Regions from separate parts of the Mus musculus genome. Here regions 2 and 3 are each linked to region 1. Evidence: chromatin contacts called from public HiChIP or PLAC-seq data. All regions are on one chromosome and are shown on one strand. Each heading gives the region's core, a stretch centred on a gene start, on an enhancer-like site or on the middle of the called end of the contact. The rest is flanking DNA. Distances are from core to core; before and after follow the strand shown.

Region 1 (2,893 bases), core at 223-2,722:
CTGATTCTGAAGTATGCAACAGTTTTAACTCTCATATTGAATAATGTGAAACAAATGTCTCTCAGTAAATGTCAACATTAGAGCAAATTTCACTTTCTTAAATGCTATGGTAGAAACAATATGTTTCAGGAATCAAAGAAGAATAAAACCACTGTCTTCGCACTTCATAAATGGCTACAAGATCCCAAAAATTGTAAATGTCTGGGATCCAAGCTGGAGCCTACGCACACCAAGGTATTTTAACTTCGTATTAGTTATATTTCCCCTGCAGGGTTAAGAAAATTTCATAGAAATACAAATAGCCCTGATGTTGTCGTGCTGGTTCTGTTTTTTTATTTAACAAACATTTTATTCAAGATCAAGTAAATTCAAGGTTCTGTTATGCTGAGTAGCAGCAAAGTATGCATTATCAGGGTGCAACAAAAGTTAACACTTGCTAGAAAAAAAAAGAACAAAATAGTTTGAGGGAACGAAAATAAGGGAACCAGGCATGATAGTTTCAAACTTCTTTAGGAGCAGTTACCCTAAAATGAAACCACCTTAAGGAGGTAAACGTCTGTGCAGATGGCGCCAACGTTGGGGAAAGGATCCGTTTATTAACCCTCAACCGTTTGGACCTTTGCTCACAAGTACACACCCTCCTCTGAACTTTTTCTTCAATCGCTGTGACAGGCCCCACTCTAGTATGTTGCCAGGAGGAGTCCATCAGTGAAGAAAGTTGACAAGTTTCTCAAACTCTGGGTGAAGTTCATGTGACAAACAGGTAAAAAGAGCAAGCGCTGGGAAGAACACCAGGATGGAGGGGAGTAACACTGCTTGTCCAGATCGCCTCATCACCGCCACCCCGGGGTTCCTCTTAACACCTAAAGTGGTAACGACGTTCTGAAAACTGTCGTTTCTCCCTGCCTACCACACAAACGTGCTTTAAGGAATGGAGAAGGTTAAATGCAGGGGTTCACACTTAACTAAGAGTCTTCAGTCTAAGAAGCGGGAGTGAGTCCTCCCCCAGCCCTGAGTAAGCCACCGATTTGAGCAGCATGCGCGACACAACAGTCCAGACGCAACTGCGGTGCGGCGGGAGCAGGATCTACGTCCATACAAAGGGCTCCCCCCCCCACCCCCCCGAGGCCCGGGAGGAGCCGGCTGCAGGCTGAATGTAATGAAAGAGGGAAAACGGCCGGCACAGCCAGGCCTCTCGCTGCAGCCGCTCGTTCCCGCCGGCTCCCAGGGTCCCGGCTACCCGGAGCGCAGAGGCCTGCGCACCGCCCGGTACACAAGGCCTGCTCCGGGGAGAAGCGCACGCCCGTGCCACAGCGGCCACGCGCAGGGCCAGCGTCCTCTCCTCTGAGAAGTTGTCCACGAGAACACTCACCCCAGCGCCTCCAAGGTGTCCAGAACGTCCCCTTCCATGCTGGTTTCGGGCCCGAGCTCTGGCCCTCTCATGGTCGCTTGGTCCAAAGCTGTTCGTCACTAAAAATCCCGCCGGAAACCAGCGTCAGCACGCCAAGGTTCCGGGACTTGTAGCCGTGGCAACCGTGGAGGAGTCCCTGCTTGGTGCAACGTAAAAGCCATGTTTGCAACAATAGACTTTTAAAAAATAAATAAGCATCTTTGTGTTAGATCTTATCCATGTGAAGTCACTATCTTTTACTATCATGATTCTACTGTAGGTGTTGAATACTACCCCACCTTAGATTTTTTAATTTTTGTTTATGGTGTGTGTCAGGTGTGTGTAGATGCTCCGGAAACCAGCAGAGGGCAACAGATCAAGCCCTCTGAAAGAGCAGCCACATTCTTAACCAATGAGCCAACTTTCCAGTCGCCCCCACACACATACATCTTGCTTTTTATAACAAAAATCCCAAAAGGAAACTATAATGATCTCCAGCTAAAAAGTAACAGGATGTCTATATACATAAGTCCATTGAGCCAATACATGTGCCAGTGCTCTAATAAGAAGAGATCTAGGGTATCATTTCATTATGAATATAGAACCAAATAAGTGAGTTGTTGTGTTCATCTATCTGCAGAACCACTTCAAATACATATTCAAGATTTTGTATTGTGTTGCTGGTCATTTATGAATGTATTAGCAACAAAAGGTACAGCTCCAGATGCAGTAGAAACATCCATAAGAAATAAAAGCAAGGCCACAACATGCCTTTAATCCCAGCACCCAGGAGTCAATGTTTCTCCTGAGTTCAAGGCCAGGTTAGTCTATACAGTGAGCTCCAGGCCAGCCAGAGCTACAAAGTAAGACACTGGCTCACAAAACAAACAGCAAAAGAAGAAAGAAAGAAAGAAAGAAAGAAAGAAAGAAAGAAAGAGAGAGAGAGAGAGAGAGAGAGAGAGAGAGAGAGAGGAGGGAGGGAGGGAGGGAGGGAGGGAGGGAGGGAGGGAGGGAGAGAGAAAGAAAGAAAGAAAGAAAGATGGAAGGAGAGGAAGAGGGAGAGAAGGAAGGGGAAGGTGTATTAGTCAGGGTTCTCTTGAGTCACAGAACTTATGGGTAGTCTCTATATAGTAAAGGAATTTATTGATGACTTACAGTCTACAGTCCAACTCCCAACAATGGTCAGTAACAGCTGTGAATGGAAGTCCAAGGACCTAGCAGTTGCTCAGTCCCACATGGCAAGCAGGCGCGAAGGAGAGAAAGTGAGACTCCCTTCTTTCAATGTCCTTAAATGGTCTCCATCAGAAGGTGTAGCCCAGATTAAAGGTGTGTGCCACCATACCTTGAACTCAGATCTCCCTGTCTTTTTGTTTGTTTGTTTGTTTAAAGGGGAGAGCACAAACGCAGTCCCCCACTACCACAAATTATGCAGTCGAGTTTCCCGCATTTGGGGAAATCGCAGTGGTCAGCACATCCGGAGTGCAATGGATACACCTCGCCCTG
Region 2 (2,893 bases), core at 211-2,710, 210 kb before region 1:
CATCAGTTTTATGTCTGGTTCTATGTCAATCAAAATAACTCTAATATCCATGAGCAGCTTATCTGGGGACCTCACAGTCTGGCTCATTATTAAATAAAATGTGAAGGCTTTTTCCAAGTAAGTCCATGATGTAATTCTCTTCTCTACACCTCTCCCTCAAAACCCAAATAACACACTTACAGAAGTACATTGGCTTAAAAGGCACCCAGACCAACTGTGGATTATACTCATGCCTTATTAAATGATGTAACTTCTCAGCTTTCTCTTCCATTCCAGAAGTCAAGCAGAATGAAGATTGATTGGTTAAAGAGGTAAGTTGGGATTCTGTCAGATTTTATTCTTCTAGAGTTACTGGCACTTGGTACTGAGATGATGGAACAGTTGGAAGCCATTCATGAACACTTCCAGAGTGATTGAGAGTTGCTGTTGTGACTTGAGACCTGTATCATCCAGAGTTTACCTTCGAAGATGTTCTCAGCACAACTATTGCTGTTGGCTAGACTTGGAAGATCCAGTAGGACACTTTCCTCCAAACCATTATAGACACAGGCATAGCAGAAGTAATGTCATCCAAGGACCACAAGCAGTCTAGCTCAGAGCAAATATAATCTACAATCTGAGATGCTCTGTGTCTTAGCAAAGAAAAATAGGAGCAAAGATGGAGAAAGACATAGGTATCCAAGGAGAGGAGAGTCAGTAGAGCAAGTACCTCCAGAAGGAGGATGGGAATGCAGGACACACATGCAATCACAGGAAAAAGAGAATAACATGTAGGCAGAGATGATGAAGGTATGAGGAATCAGGAAACTCCCCTTCCTGCCTTTGATGAATTTTGCAATCCTGAGCCAACTGATCCTGAGAAGTTGCATGCATTTTGTTCCCAGCATCCATGTGAATGGCTCACAACCACCTGTCACTCCGGCTCCAGGGTATTTGATTCTGACTTTTGTGAGCACTGACATGCATGCGTGTGCGCTCACACACATGCACACACACACACAAATAAAAATAAAATAGTATTAAAAGTTAACATTTAATTCCACTTCCACGTGGTAGAGCTACAATCAAGCTTGAAGAATTCTGATCATTTATATCAGCAAAAGGCACCAGTGTTGGCTCAGTGCGCCAGGGGAATGTTTTAAGCATAATTGGAATCTGTCACCTTTTAACTTGGGTCAGTGGACATATTCGCCTCATTGACAGTCTGTTTAATCATTTATTCTGTTTGTTTGGATGTCAGAGTGTTCTCTGGTGGAGGCTAGCTCAAAATTGAAAATGAGATAGAAAATGGTTTAGAAACCACAAAAAGTTTTACTTGAAACTCACAAGCCATGAATCAGTGGTGAAGCATCTTTCTGCAATAATCAATGTTTGCAGATTCTGTCCTCTGTCCTCTGCTGGGTACTCATGCACCTTCCTTTGAGAGTTCGCTCTTCCTGTCCCCTCCCCAAACACTATGAGTTCAGGAAGTCTCTCTCACAGAAGGAAAATATCAGAATGAAAGAAGGTCTGCTTCCACGCACATCTGGCATGATCACAAGTGAACCTCAGCACCTAGCAGAGTAACTCATAGCTTGTACTTGCAGACAGACAGACAGACAGACAGACAGACAGACAGACAGAGAAGGAAGGAAGGAAGGAAGGAAGAGTGGATGGAAGGAAGGAAGGAAGGAAGGAAGGAAGGAAGGAAGGAAGGAAGAAGGGAGAGAGAGAGAGGAAGGGAGGGAGGGAATGAAGGAGGGAGGAGGAAGGAAGGAGGAAGGGGGAGAGAGTGTGTAGAAAGAAAGTAGGAAAGGCATCCCTCTAAGGATTCATCACCAAGTTTGTGCAGTGAACCTCTCTACCCTTGGACTCAGAATGTATCCCTTTTAAGTTCCTCATACTATTTTATAAGAACACAATGGGATTTTATTCTTCCATAAAGAACAAAAGTATATAATTTACATAGAAAATGGACGGACCTGAAGATCACTACAGTAAGCAAATTAAGTTTGACTCAGAAAGACAGATGTGTATCCATTCTCTCATACGAGAACTTGGATTATAACACTTACACCTAACATGAGAGTAGAAGGGGTGACGAGAGGAGGGAAGGGAGAGGGAGGGAGGGGCAAAAGTGGGAAAAGATGATGAGGTGAATACGGCCAAATAGGAGATATGTGTTGCTGAAAATGTCATTAGAAAATCCATCACACTGGACAGCAGACACCTATGAAAATTTTAACAACTAAAAGGGTGTGGGAAAGAACCCAAAGTTTGGAACTTCCACATTGCCTGTCATCTCCTTCCTGAGTCCTTTATTGCTTCCTACCAGCTTGCCTTCAATATATCTGTGTGTCTCAAAGCCATGACATGCATGTCAAGTGACTGATAGGATAAAGTTTCTCCTTGTGGGTCTCCATGTTCTCCTATTAGACACACAGAACATTGGTAACCACCTAAACTACTGAGAACCACCTAAACTCTGATACACAGAACACTAGTAACCACCTAAACTACTGAGAACCACCTACACTACTGATACACAGAACACTGGTAACCACCTACACTACTGAGAACCACCTAAACTACTAATACACAGAACACTGGTAACCACCTACACTACTGAGATTACGATCAAGCTCCAAATCCTAGAGCACAACTGCATTGTTTATGCTTAGACCGACCAGAGAGATGGAATGAGCAAACAGCACAGGGTGAATGGTCCCTTTGCTGCTGTGGCCTGTGCTTTCCTGGGAATCCTGTGAGCTCCTGGGGACTTGTGCTCTCCTGGGGGACTATGAACTCCTGGGAACATCCTGTCACCACTCTGTATCTCACTTATAAAATCTGATGCTTTGAATGAGTAGTCTTAAGGACACACCCACACTAGACTACTGCTGTTGCTACCTGC
Region 3 (2,893 bases), core at 237-2,736, 160 kb before region 1:
ATTTGTGATGCTATTTTTTGTTTAAATAATGTTTTATTAGTTATTTGAAAATCTTATACTTTTGATTACATTTATCTCCTCTACCAAATCATCCCTCATTATTGTCCTTAATACAGCATCATGTTCTCTCTCTCTCTCTCTCTCTCTCTCTCTCTCTCTCTCTCTCTCTCTCCCTCCCTCCCTCCATCTCTGTTTCTTCAAAGCAACCTTCTACTCCAGTTTGTGTTGCCAACTACTCCTTAGTGTGGAGCCTATCCTGTAGTGTAGTTGATATATTATTATTTATATCTTGAAATCATTACAGTAAGTATACTATGAAATTGATTTTTCTTAATGCAGTCTAAATCTCTGCATGAATTTAACAAGTTTCCATGTATGATTGCTGTGATATTTGTTTGGATCTATTCCTATAACGTCACTTTGTACTTCTTACTTGTGGAGCCAATTCCTTTCCTTCTACTTTGTGGGCACAAGGGAGTAAGCTCAGCTTGTCAGGCCTGATTGTGAACACTTCACCAACCGAGCCATCTCGTCAGCACAGCCCTGTTTTTTATTCCCATTTTCTTTTCTGTATTTCTGTTGAATTTCTCACATACTCTCCTTTCTCTTCTGCCTTCTTCTGGTTTCTGCATCATTTCTATATTGACATTTAAACAACCCCCAAAATTCAAGATACATCAACAAAAATTTATTCAACTAGTCTTTCTTACTTCCATATCAATAATGAAAGAAAATTAAAACCTTTCAAATTCAACAAATCCCTACACTACATATAATCACTTTCCTCTATGTTAAATCCAACTTGAAATTATATCCTCAATACCCTGCTGGTATTTTTACTGTCTACATCACTGCCTAGTCTTTGATCCTGAAGTCTCACATATTTATTTTACTTTCTGGATCCCTGGACCACGTAGACAGTAAAATTTGGATTCCATGCCCATACAAGCTCTAGAACAATGGTGCCATCATCTTTCGTTAGGGTTATTTCTTTTCCTTTCCTTTCCTTTCCTTTCGTTTCCTTTTCTTTCCTTTCCTTTCCTTTCCTTTCCTTTCCTTTCCTTTCCTTTCCTTTCCTTCCCTTCCCTTCCCTTACCTTACCTTCCCTTCCCTTTCCTTTCCTTTTCTTTAATTCACGAAGAAGGATGAAAGAGATGTCCTTTCAGTGGTGCCTCTTGCCACTGCTTGTCACTCTACCCCTCCCCCCATTCTTTTCTTTCTTCTTTCTTTTGTCCATGATTAGTAGTCTAGCCTTAGCCTCACAATCTTTGGGCCTTTTCAGAAACCTGCAATTCACCCCCCCCCCCAAACCCATACACATCATGAAAGTTCTATATTCTTATTTTATACCCTGTGGTTCCCAGAGCCCACACCCCTCAACCCAGATACAAATAACTCCTGAGAGGCCACCACCGCTACACAGGCTCACTGCACTGCCACACAGACAGGCTCACTGCCTGCTACACAGGCGCACAGTGCTCACACAGACAGGCTCACTGCCTGCTACACAGGCTCACAGTGCTCACACAGACAGGCTCACTGCACTGCTTTTCAGTTCCCTTTTTATTTCTGGGAAGGAAGTATTTCCTGTTTTTTTCTTGCAAGCTCAGCTCTCTTTTTCATAGAAATTTGGACATTTTATTTGGCTTTTCTCAGAATTTGTATTGAGAGAGCTACAAATTATCTTAAGCCACTCTTTTTGCTAAGAACTACAAATTTGCCATACATCTAAACTTATATGTTTATTCATGACAGTATATTAGATATGCATGCTAAACATACATGTGTAACATATCTGCATATACTCATGTGTGTATTTAGATATGTAGCCACATAGCTGGAACAACTGCACATAAACTCTTTAAGAGCTCCCATAATTGTGTAAGATCAAATTCCTAAAATATCTCACTTATTCTTAAATGATTCAGGATCATTCAGAGTGATTTGCATTTATATTAAACTCTGACTCATAAATACAAAGTCAACACCCAAAGTTTTGTTTGCTTGACTCTATGTATGCTTGAGGACTTAGGAAATAAAAATGATGATCTGAAAGCTTTCATTTCTAGCTCTAGATCTTCATGATGGAATTGAAATTTATGGTAGTCAGAATAATCTCCTATACCCAGAACATCATTTTCAAAAACCACATCTAAAATCTGTTCCACAAATGGACAAATTGCAATACAAATCAATTTCCTATCTTATTGGGTTTTCCCACATTAAAGTTTGGATGTTAACTAGCAAGGAGTGGGAACCTGAACGTTTGATGGAGACATGGGGGGTAAAACCCATGGGAGTAGGCAACTATGTCCTTAGTCATATAAGCCTCTTCTGACAACAGGACCAGCTCTTCTTTCCTTTCTAGTACATTAATCTCTCGTCTGAAGAACCAAAATCATCTCCTCCAAGGGATTTTGCCTTACCAAGAATCTGAACTTCCTCTAGACTGAAGTCTCAGGACCCTTAGAGAGGTCAAACTACAAAGCATAACCCAAGGGGAAGTACAATGAACAGCCAGCGAGTGACCTCGCCAGTTTACAGCAACATAATTCTAAGGAATGGCCATGGCTAGATTTGGGCCAGTTTATAGTTTATGTCACTGAAATGAAGTTCCCTGTTACAAAAACAAAAATAAATATGTATGCTTACACTCAAAGGAAAGTGTAGCTTCCATCCCTCATCAAAGAAGCTTCTTTTTGTAGCAAATGGAGACCATTACAGACATCCACAACTGGCAACAATATAACGAATAGCTCACATCTACAATACAATCCCTACACTTAAGACTCAAGGAGCATTACAGAGAAGGCTGTGAAAGATTGTAAGAGTTAGAAGACCAAGAGGTCAACTGTGAGATAGTTTCTTCTATACATGACCTGCACCCATAAAA

The links. HiChIP or PLAC-seq counts read pairs in DNA pulled down with a chosen protein or histone mark.
Region 2: a Foxp3 HiChIP or PLAC-seq map of regulatory T cells shows a contact between it and region 1, with 8 times the contacts expected there. The contact joins the enhancer-like site here to the promoter of Fam98b in region 1. A contact is called at or near these places in 6 of 39 promoter capture datasets (the 3T3-L1 cell line, embryonic stem cells, hippocampal neurons and 2 more), 1 of 15 datasets of contacts at CTCF or cohesin (CD8 T cells), 1 of 484 Hi-C or Micro-C datasets (CD8 T cells), 13 of 115 datasets of contacts at active chromatin or transcription factors (the 230-238 cell line, CD8 T cells, the SCID.adh cell line and 7 more) and 2 of 9 other capture datasets (adipose tissue and liver).
Region 3: an H3K4me3 HiChIP or PLAC-seq map of the SCID.adh cell line shows a contact between it and region 1, with 13 read pairs. The contact joins the enhancer-like site here to the promoter of Fam98b in region 1. A contact is called at or near these places in 2 of 39 promoter capture datasets (the HPC-7 cell line and embryonic stem cells), 1 of 15 datasets of contacts at CTCF or cohesin (large pre-B cells), 10 of 484 Hi-C or Micro-C datasets (the BV-2 cell line, the CH12 cell line, astrocytes and 6 more), 11 of 115 datasets of contacts at active chromatin or transcription factors (the 230-238 cell line, the SCID.adh cell line, T-cell acute lymphoblastic leukemia and 6 more) and 3 of 9 other capture datasets (embryonic stem cells, liver and pancreatic islet).

What each region holds. Positions count from the first base shown.
Region 1 is chr2:117,248,318-117,251,210 of GRCm38.p6, reverse strand. It overlaps Fam98b (family with sequence similarity 98, member B), which reads right to left and starts at 1,472. Exons shown (of 8, transcript NM_026620.3): 1 at 1,373-1,472. The coding sequence starts at 1,443. It overlaps Gm25189 (a small nuclear RNA gene), which reads right to left; the gene lies at 2,777-2,893.
Region 2 is chr2:117,458,483-117,461,375 of GRCm38.p6, reverse strand. No RefSeq gene overlaps it. Among named protein-coding and RNA genes, the nearest start is that of Gm32137, 20 kb to the right of the region's middle. Within about 2 kb of position 1,460, at least 9 of the 459 cell types and tissues checked have an H3K27ac peak or open chromatin away from gene starts, as enhancers often do. A contact at or near this core is called in regulatory T cells, where this site is marked.
Region 3 is chr2:117,404,289-117,407,181 of GRCm38.p6, reverse strand. No RefSeq gene overlaps it. Among named protein-coding and RNA genes, the nearest start is that of Gm13982, 12 kb to the left of the region's middle. Within about 2 kb of position 1,486, at least 46 of the 459 cell types and tissues checked have an H3K27ac peak or open chromatin away from gene starts, as enhancers often do. A contact at or near this core is called in the 230-238 cell line, the CH12 cell line, the SCID.adh cell line and 4 more, where this site is marked.